2 separate regions of the Gossypium hirsutum genome follow, and region 1 is linked to region 2. The links are chromatin contacts, called in public Hi-C maps. All regions are on one chromosome and are shown on one strand. The core of a region is the stretch at or near the end of the contact, and the rest is flanking DNA. Distances in the headings are between cores, read along the strand shown.

Region 1 (4,121 bases), core at 387-2,886, 170 kb after region 2:
AGAGAATAGAAAAAAATCAGATTTTCAAGCTTGGTGCAGCAGTGATCAACTCTTCGATCGAAGGTCCATCCGTGGTTCGATTGAGCTGATTTTTGGACAGCAGCTAGGTGATAAGGTGTTCTTGACTTTGTACGGTCGGATTTTTCATCCGAGTCTTGTAGCGTCGGAAATACCCATTTTTCAGCAGCTACGTTTTTGGTGATGTTCTCTCATTTTTCTCTCTTTTGCTAAAGATTACATGTTGTTAGCCTTGTCGGTGTTGAATGCTTGTTGTAGGCTTGATATTGTGATCTTGTAGTTGAACATTTGATGATAGTTGAGCTCTTTATCGGACTCTAAAGTCCCGTGGTTTTTACCCTTAATTTAGAGGGGTTTTCCACGTAAAAATATCGGTGTCTCTATTTTTTTTGTTGTGGTTGCATTAGTTGATTTGTGGTTGATTAAGGTTGCTAGAGAACATATCTTGTGCTATTGTGCTTGCCATAATTTTTACAGGAGTTATAAGGAGAGAAAGAACACCGGTTGTGCTTTCGCTTTGTTTCGGTTGTTCGGTTTCTTCCCAACATATATAACTAAAATAAGTTGTTTTAATTTTTATAATTTAATTGGCTCACAATATAAAAATGAATTAAAAATAATATAAATTAGAATTTGAACATGAATATGAATCCATTGACAGGTTAAAATCCATATTTAAAACATTTGATACTTATATTGATTTTAGTATGTTAATGTTGATATTTTAAGAGTGGCCACCATACATTATTTATATTATTTACTTTTAAAAAAAATAAATTGGATTCCATAAATTATGGACCGCTTATTGATTACCAAAAGAGAACATGAAAAATATGCTTTGCGGCAAAGGAAAACATGGAGGTTGTCAGCAATGTTTGTGGTGTGTGTACAAAACAATGACGTAAAGCATGCTAATTGCCGACTTTATTACCACCTTCTATTTGACCACCTAACATTCTGCAATTAACAGCCTGTCCTTTATATGCTCATTCTGTATATGTACTTTTCTCTTCCAATATTACGCCTGCCTTTCTTTCTTTCTTTTTTTTTCCCGCCTTTAATTTTAGGAAGGCTTCATGATTTTATTTTATTTTGATTTCAGTGATTATTAAAATATTTTTTATTTCTTGATATTTAACACGTTTTATTTATGGTTCAAAGATTAAATTTTAATTTTTATTAAAAATTTAAAATTCTAATTAATTTGTTTTTTTAGTATATGTCATTATCATGAATTTTTAAAATGTCAATATAAGAGTTTTTTTAGACAGCCAATATAAAAAATTTAATTAATTAGAATTTTAAATTTTAAATTTTAAATTTTAAATTTTGAATTTTTAATAAAATAAAACTTTTAGAATAACAAGATTATGATTTGAGTGAATAAAATTTTATATATAAATAATTAATTCTAAAATAAAATGAAGCTTTTAATGAAATAATAAAGACAAAGAAAATTACTGTATTTTAAATTCAAATTCATATTTTTTAAAATTTTACATTATTTTAAATGACAAAAATACCCTTTATTGTTTTATAAAAAGAATTGATTGTTAAAAGGAAATCAATATATTACATATGATTTGTAATTTTTTTTTGGGGGGGGGGTGGGGTTCAAAACCCTAATTAGGTTCAACGGTCTATCCAAGAAAAAAACATGAATCATTGAAAAATCTCTTAAATTAAAGAAAGAGAATAAGAAAAAATAAATTCCGAGGATTGATGGATCCAACGGACACAGGTTTTTCACAGAGACGTAGCGGTCATAATGTAGTGACGGCGGCGCAATTAAGGATCCAGATACTATTTAATATTTAATTCATTAAAATATTTTGACCAAAAATTATATAATAATGATTCCATAAATATAGTAGCACATTGCCGCCTCTGCCTTGCTCTCCAAGTCATTGAAAAAGAAAGCGAGGTAGTAAAGACCTGGAACCATCGTGTGACAACGCCACGAACCTCGCGTTTCTCATCTACTCTTTTTCTTTTTTTTTCTTCTTCTGCCTTTTTGTATTTTTAATACGTAACCGCTTTCTCTGTGATTTTCCTCCAGTTTTCTTGGTTCATATAGGCTAAACAAGTAAAAGAACAGATCTACAGAGCACCAAGATGAGGAACTTCAACTTCTTCGGGAGACTATCCAGGGCTTTTAATGATTATCCTTCTCTTTCTAAGGTCATCGTCGTCTCTACTATCAGGTGCTTTTTTCATTCCTTCTTTCTTTCTTTTTTTCCCCCATTTTTTAAGCATTTTTCTTGTGTTTATAACTTTATATACAAATATTTTATTTGCTTTTTGGTTCTATGAAGTTGTTAAGCATGACCTGAGTGCCTCTTTGTGTTTCTATTTTTTTATTATCATAGATTTAGTTTCTTAATATTGATTTGTGGTTCATGCTGTTTTTTGTTTGTAGATTCTCTCTGCATTTAGATAGGCGATTGTTTTTAGGCCCATCTGATGAATGATGTTTTTTTTTTTTGAGATTTTGAGCTGAAATTTGGAATATTGAAATGCTCTGTCAGAAGTCTGAAGAACAGAGCAAATATGTTTTGAATTATAGGGAGGAAGAGAACTGTCATCTCTGCCTAAAGGCCGGTGTCAGTGAATTATGCACGCTAGGAAAATTGAAGCTTTATTTGCTTCTTTAAAATTGTAAAGGAAATGGGAAAAGATCTAAAAATTTGTCCTGTTTGAATGTATCTGCAAAGTTTAGGAGCTTGAGTGCGTAATTTATTAATTTCTCAAGATTAGTTAAAAACGAACTGTATGTTTGAAACTTTCCATTAAGCATTCTCCTTCAGCTCTAAGTCTATTGCATTTTTTTGGTGCAGTGGTGGGAGCCTTATAGCTTATGCTGAAGCAAACGCATTCAATGGCAGTAAGGGCCATATTGCTCATGCTGATGCGGTGGCATCTAATGATGACCGTCGAATTGCTTCATCTGAACAAGTTCCCAAGAAAAAGAAGGTGGTGCTGCTTGGAACTGGTTGGGGAGGAATGAGTTTCCTGAAGAGCCTGAATAACACTAATTTTGAGGTGCAGGTTGTTTCTCCTCGTAATTTCTTTGTGTTCACCCCATTGCTACCAAGTGTTACATGTGGCAAAGTAGAAGCCCGCAGCATTGTTGAGCCAATTCGCAACATCATCAGAAAGGTAATGTGGATTTGTCAATGAAAATAAGATCTTGTATATTGTGGAAATCAGAAAAAACCAATTCTAAATGAATTCTGATGATGGTTTCCTGTTTCATGCTTGAGCAGAAAAATGTGAACATCAGTTACTCTGAAGCTGAATGCGTAAAAATAGATCCCAATAATAAGAAAATTTACTGTCGCGCTACTATAGACAGCCATTCAAAGGGGGAAGAAGTGTTTGCGGTAGACTATGACTACCTTATTATAGCTGTGGGAGCTCAGGTTAACACCTTTAATACCCCTGGTGTCATGGAAAATTGCCATTTCCTAAAGGTAAGCTCTGTTTCCGTGCTTTATTTAGTATTGGGGAAACATGTGATAGAAACCATTTTCGCTTCTCTTAATACCATTATGTTTGTTTTGTTTTGTTTTCTTTCATTCTAAGCAGCAAGATTCTTTGGGCAGGAAATTGATGATGCTCAGAAGATTCGTAAGAATGTTATTGATTCCTTTGAGAAGGCAAGCTTACCAAATTTAAGTGATGAGGAGAGAAAAAAAATCCTTCACTTTGTTGTTGTTGGCGGTGGCCCAACTGGTGTGGAATTTGCAGCAGAACTTCATGACTTTGTCAATGAGGATGTGGTCAAGCTATATCCAAATGTCCAAGACTTGGTGAAAATAACACTTCTTGAGGCTACAGATCATATTTTGAACATGTAAGAATGTGAATGTCCAAATTCCCTTTAAAGATAAGTAGTCCTATGTTTTCCATCATCATCATTATCCTGATACCTGCTATCACTGAGAACTGAGAAGCTTTAGTGTTTATGTTAAGATATTTATTTCACAATCTGAAGTTATATGAAGCTTTTAAGGCGTTTTTCTTTTCAGGTTTGACAAAAGAATCACAAATTTCGCGGAACAGAAATTTGGAAGAGATGGCATTGATGTGAAATTGGGGTC
Region 2 (4,357 bases), core at 66-2,565:
TATAAATAGATTAATTTAAAGAAAATTAATATATGAATATGAGTTTTATTTTCATATTTAAATCTTATTTAATTTTATTCTAAATATTAGTGCAAATAATAAATAATTTTGAATTCATACATAATTTTTTATTGAAATATTTTATGGGTGGTTGTTAGAGATGAAAGTGACTTTGGATGGGGTTGGCAGATTTTTGCCAAATCCACTCCTTCAAATGTTTCTAACAAATACCTATTTTAGAAGAGCCTTTTCGATTAAGAATCAAATTTAATATTAGTGTGGACTCAATATTTTATATTAAACTAAAATTTCAAATTATTTTTAAAATTTATTTGAATAAAAGTGAAGTGGTAATAAATTTATATTTTAATATTATTTAATGTGTATTTAAGCTTTGAATTTATAATTTTTTTATTTAAAAACTATATAAATGTGTGAAAAAAATGTTATCATAATAATATTAATTATAATCTAAAAACATGAGTATTTTTATAATTTTATAATTGAGTTGATGACCCAATCAAGTGTAACACTAACTTAATAAAATATTGGTTCTGATTATATATGCTTTTTTTTAATATAATTTTTGAAACTACCCGTAACCCCTTCCCAGCCTATAAATAGGAGAATAATTTACTTCATTCACGTGCTCCTATGTTACGACAATACACATGTCAATCGAGCTGAGACTCAACGACAACTTAATAAAATACTTAAATAATAGTAAATATTGATTTTATCATTTTATGGTTGAAGCCTTATTTTGAAATATATCCTTGAAACTTAAATTCATTTAAAGAAATTTAGCATTTAATAGAGTTTAATAAATTTTTTAAAAAAATACACTAAAAATATATTAGAATTTTTAAAAATTATTCTAATAACTAATAATTTCATTTTGTCAAAAACCAAAATATTTCCATATGCTCTCAAACCTGATTTAATTGTCTATTAGATGAGAAGAATGAAAGGAAAAAAAAAATAGTGCGTTCGATTAAGAAGAAAAGTGAAAAGAAAACAAATAAAAGTGATATCGTGTTTTATACTAATATATAAAAATAATGAAATAAAAAATAAATCTATTTTTCACTTATGTCAAAAAAGGGAGAAAAATTAAAAGTAATTTTCTTTCAAATTTTCCATCTCTCCCATCATGCACGCATATGAAAAAGAAAAATTATGTTATCTACACTTCTAATTTTCTGTATTTACACACTTGAAAATTAATTTAATAAAATATACTTAACCAAATAGAGAATAATGTTTTTTCCCGCTGTTTCGTCACAATATATTTATTATATTCAACAAAACTGACTGTTAACCGAAAAGTCCAACTTCTCATTCCCCCTCTCTATCTCTACCTCTTCTTCCCAAGGGAAACCACGTTTTCTCTCTCTAGAACTTCATTCATGACCCCAAATTTCCTTTGACCTTTCAGTTTTTCCATTCTCTTCTCCTCCAAGCTTCTTCTTCTTTTTCTCCTCTCTAGTTTTCATCTTCCTTGTATTATTCTCCCATTTTCAGTTTTAATTTATTGTTATAAGGTTTATATAGATCAAAAAAGAAAAAAAAAACTTAAAAAGGTGATGGCTGGTCGTTTCGATGAAAACCCGTTCGCTGAAGAAGGAGAAGAAGAAGTTAATCCTTTCTCGGTCAGTTTCTCTTTTCTCTCTCTTTCTTTGTTTCTGTTATTTGATGATGTTTTGGGTTGGGTTCATGCAGTTCAGTTTATGGTAGCCATAGCCAGCTCTTTAGCAGATTATAGGTTGACTTGTTTTTAACTCCCTGATTGCTTTGTTGGGTTTCAGTTTGATCTGAAATTCTTGGTTGAAATCGGTTATGGGAAGTATTTTACTTGGTTGTTGTGTGCTCCTTTCATTGACTTCATGTTTTCTTGTCACCGAACATGCATTTAACGAAGTAGCAAACTTATATAATCCTAGAGATGAAGACTATGATGCCTTGCTGGGTGTATTATCTGTCAATTCTAAGTTAGTTTACGGATGCTAGCAGACATCAGTTTTATTATGATTTTTTTCTTTTGAATAATTTCTACCAGGATCCAGCTGTGAGAGGGAAGGCATCTGGCCAGTCTAAATTTGGTGGAGGTCTATTTTCAAAGGTAACTAAATCCCTGTTTATAAAGTTTCAAGGGAATATTTAATTCAGAACTTAGTGTTCGATGTTAAAATGGCTACTGTCTTAGGACATATTTCCGACTAGAATGGATGTGAGATGTGAAATTTAGCTGTGGCTTTGCTTGTTTACGTACATGGATCCTAGGTAACTTATGCTATGTAAAACCATAACTTGAGGTGATGATGTTGTGCTAAACTACCACTATTTAATCTCTTGATCACACTGAAATTCCATATCTTTTGCTAATTTGCTAGGAATTCTATAGTAAAATCTTAGTGATTAACCTAGAAACTTACTTCTTTTTCTGATGCTGATAGTTTGAGCTAGCTTGCATATATCAAAGTTCTGAAAAAATAGGTTGCTTGTGGCTATATTGTCATGATTCCGTCATGTCTAATTTGACCTTTTAGTATTGCTTCTAAACATCAGTAAACTGGACCTTTTGCCTTGTAATAATACTTGCTTCTTGAACGCCTATTATCAATAAATTTTCAGAATGTTCCAAGTGCTCCACCTGCATCAAACTCAAGACTTTCACCACTACCTCCTGAACCTGCTGGTTTCAATTATGGTCATGAGGCAACAATTGACATCCCTCTTGATACAGCTTCAGGAGGATCAAGTTATCAGGTTAGTGAAGAGTGAAGACCAGTCTCTAAATGCCTTTTCCAATAGTTTTTTAAGCATTTGATCTCCCTGTTCTGGTTTTTCTGTTTAAATCTAGGATTTGAAGAAGAAGGAGAAGGAACTTCAGGCTAAGGAGGCTGAACTGAGAAGGCGGGAGCAGGTATATTGTGGAAGAAATTTTATAACTTAAGAGTTCATTCTTAATCTACAGAATCATAGATTTATTTTTGTTTCCCGCCGACACATTATAAATGATTTTATCCCACAATATTTACTGATAAGCTTATTCGATGCAGGAAGTGAGACGGAAAGAAGAGGCAGCAGCAAGAGGTACCTTTCATTACTTTTTTATAATTTGACTATTCACATAGAAAACATTGAGTTTGTTCATAGTTTCAAAATCTGTTCTAGACTACATTTCTTTTGCAAAAATATTTTGACCTGATTCTATTTCCTTTTATGGTCAGTTACTATTACATTTCTTCCATGAGCTAGAGTTTGACTTCCCTGTTTTGCAGCTGGAATTACTTTGGAAGAGAAAAATTGGCCCCCATTTTTTCCAATCATTCATCATGATATTGCAAATGACATACCAGTTCATCTACAAAGATTGCAGTATGTTGCATTTTCAACATTTTTAGGTAAGGGTTTCTTAGGCTTTTTCACCTTATGTTCTTATGCTTGGTGCACCTATGCATATGTCATCGTTTTTGTCCATAAAGAAAATTTGTGCTGTACTCAATGAGTTTTTCCATTGGGTGATTATTTGTACCATTTTTTTTTCTTTTTAAAAACTCTTTAGCTGGAAAGGGATTTTGTGTAAGCCATGGGTTACAGATAGTTGGTAATGTATTTTGATTCTATGCAGGGTTGTTTCTGTGCCTGCTGTGGAACATTGTAGCTGTTACTACCGCATGGATCAAAGGAGAAGGTTAGTTTAGAAATGCATTTCCATATTTCATGTTTTCCTTTGAATATATAACGTTAGATTGTGTTGTGTTTGACTGTATTTGTTTTTGTTTAGCTGTGAGGATCTGGTTCTTGGCTATCATCTACTTCATAGCAGGGGTTCCAGGAGCCTATATTTTGTGGTATCGGCCGCTGTATCGTGCTTTTAGGTACTTAACATACTCCACTCTTTTCCTGAATATTGCAATTCAGTTTTTGGGTTGCCTCTACTGCAAAGTTTCGTTGTCATTTCCTTAAATTTGGCTGTTCACATTCCCTGCACTTGCTAATCTCTAATCATCACTTATTTTAATTGAAATATTTTCTCACCTTCCGACCATAATGCAGGAAAGAAACTGCTTTATCATTTGGACGGTTCTTCCTATTTGATTTGGTACTAACTCATGTTTCTCTGGTAGATATGTTTCTTTGTTGCCATGGAGTCCGTAATACTGATTCTTTTGATCCATGTTGTTTTCCCTGTTTATAGCTTCACATCGGATTTTGCATCTTTGCTGCTGTGGCTCCTCCTATAGTTTTTAGAGGGAAATCACTAACGTATGTTCCTAAACTATTTTTTATCTTTCACATTCTCAATTTTATCTTGGACTGATAAACAACACCAATGCATTTGGGTTTGACA

What was found. Hi-C and Micro-C count contacts between places; a contact is called where the count stands out from the background.
Region 1: a Hi-C map of leaf shows a contact between it and region 2, with 2.9 times the contacts expected there. The contact joins the promoter of LOC107945928 here to the promoter of LOC107945873 in region 2. A contact is called at or near these places in 2 of 34 Hi-C or Micro-C datasets (both in leaf).

Annotation. Positions count from the first base shown.
Region 1 is chrA06:91,849,920-91,854,040 of Gossypium_hirsutum_v2.1, forward strand. It overlaps LOC107945928 (external alternative NAD(P)H-ubiquinone oxidoreductase B2, mitochondrial), which reads left to right and starts at 1,637. Exons shown (of 11, transcript XM_041115686.1): 1 at 1,637-1,942; 2 at 2,078-2,222; 3 at 2,856-3,177; 4 at 3,285-3,491; 5 at 3,624-3,874; 6 at 4,050-4,121. The coding sequence starts at 2,134.
Region 2 is chrA06:91,678,252-91,682,608 of Gossypium_hirsutum_v2.1, forward strand. LOC107945873 (secretory carrier-associated membrane protein 3) reads left to right here and starts at 1,316. Exons shown (of 13, transcript XM_016880030.2): 1 at 1,316-1,652; 2 at 2,060-2,122; 3 at 2,635-2,769; 4 at 2,864-2,926; 5 at 3,063-3,096; 6 at 3,285-3,407; 7 at 3,635-3,697; 8 at 3,791-3,884; 9 at 4,063-4,108; 10 at 4,205-4,272. The coding sequence starts at 1,587.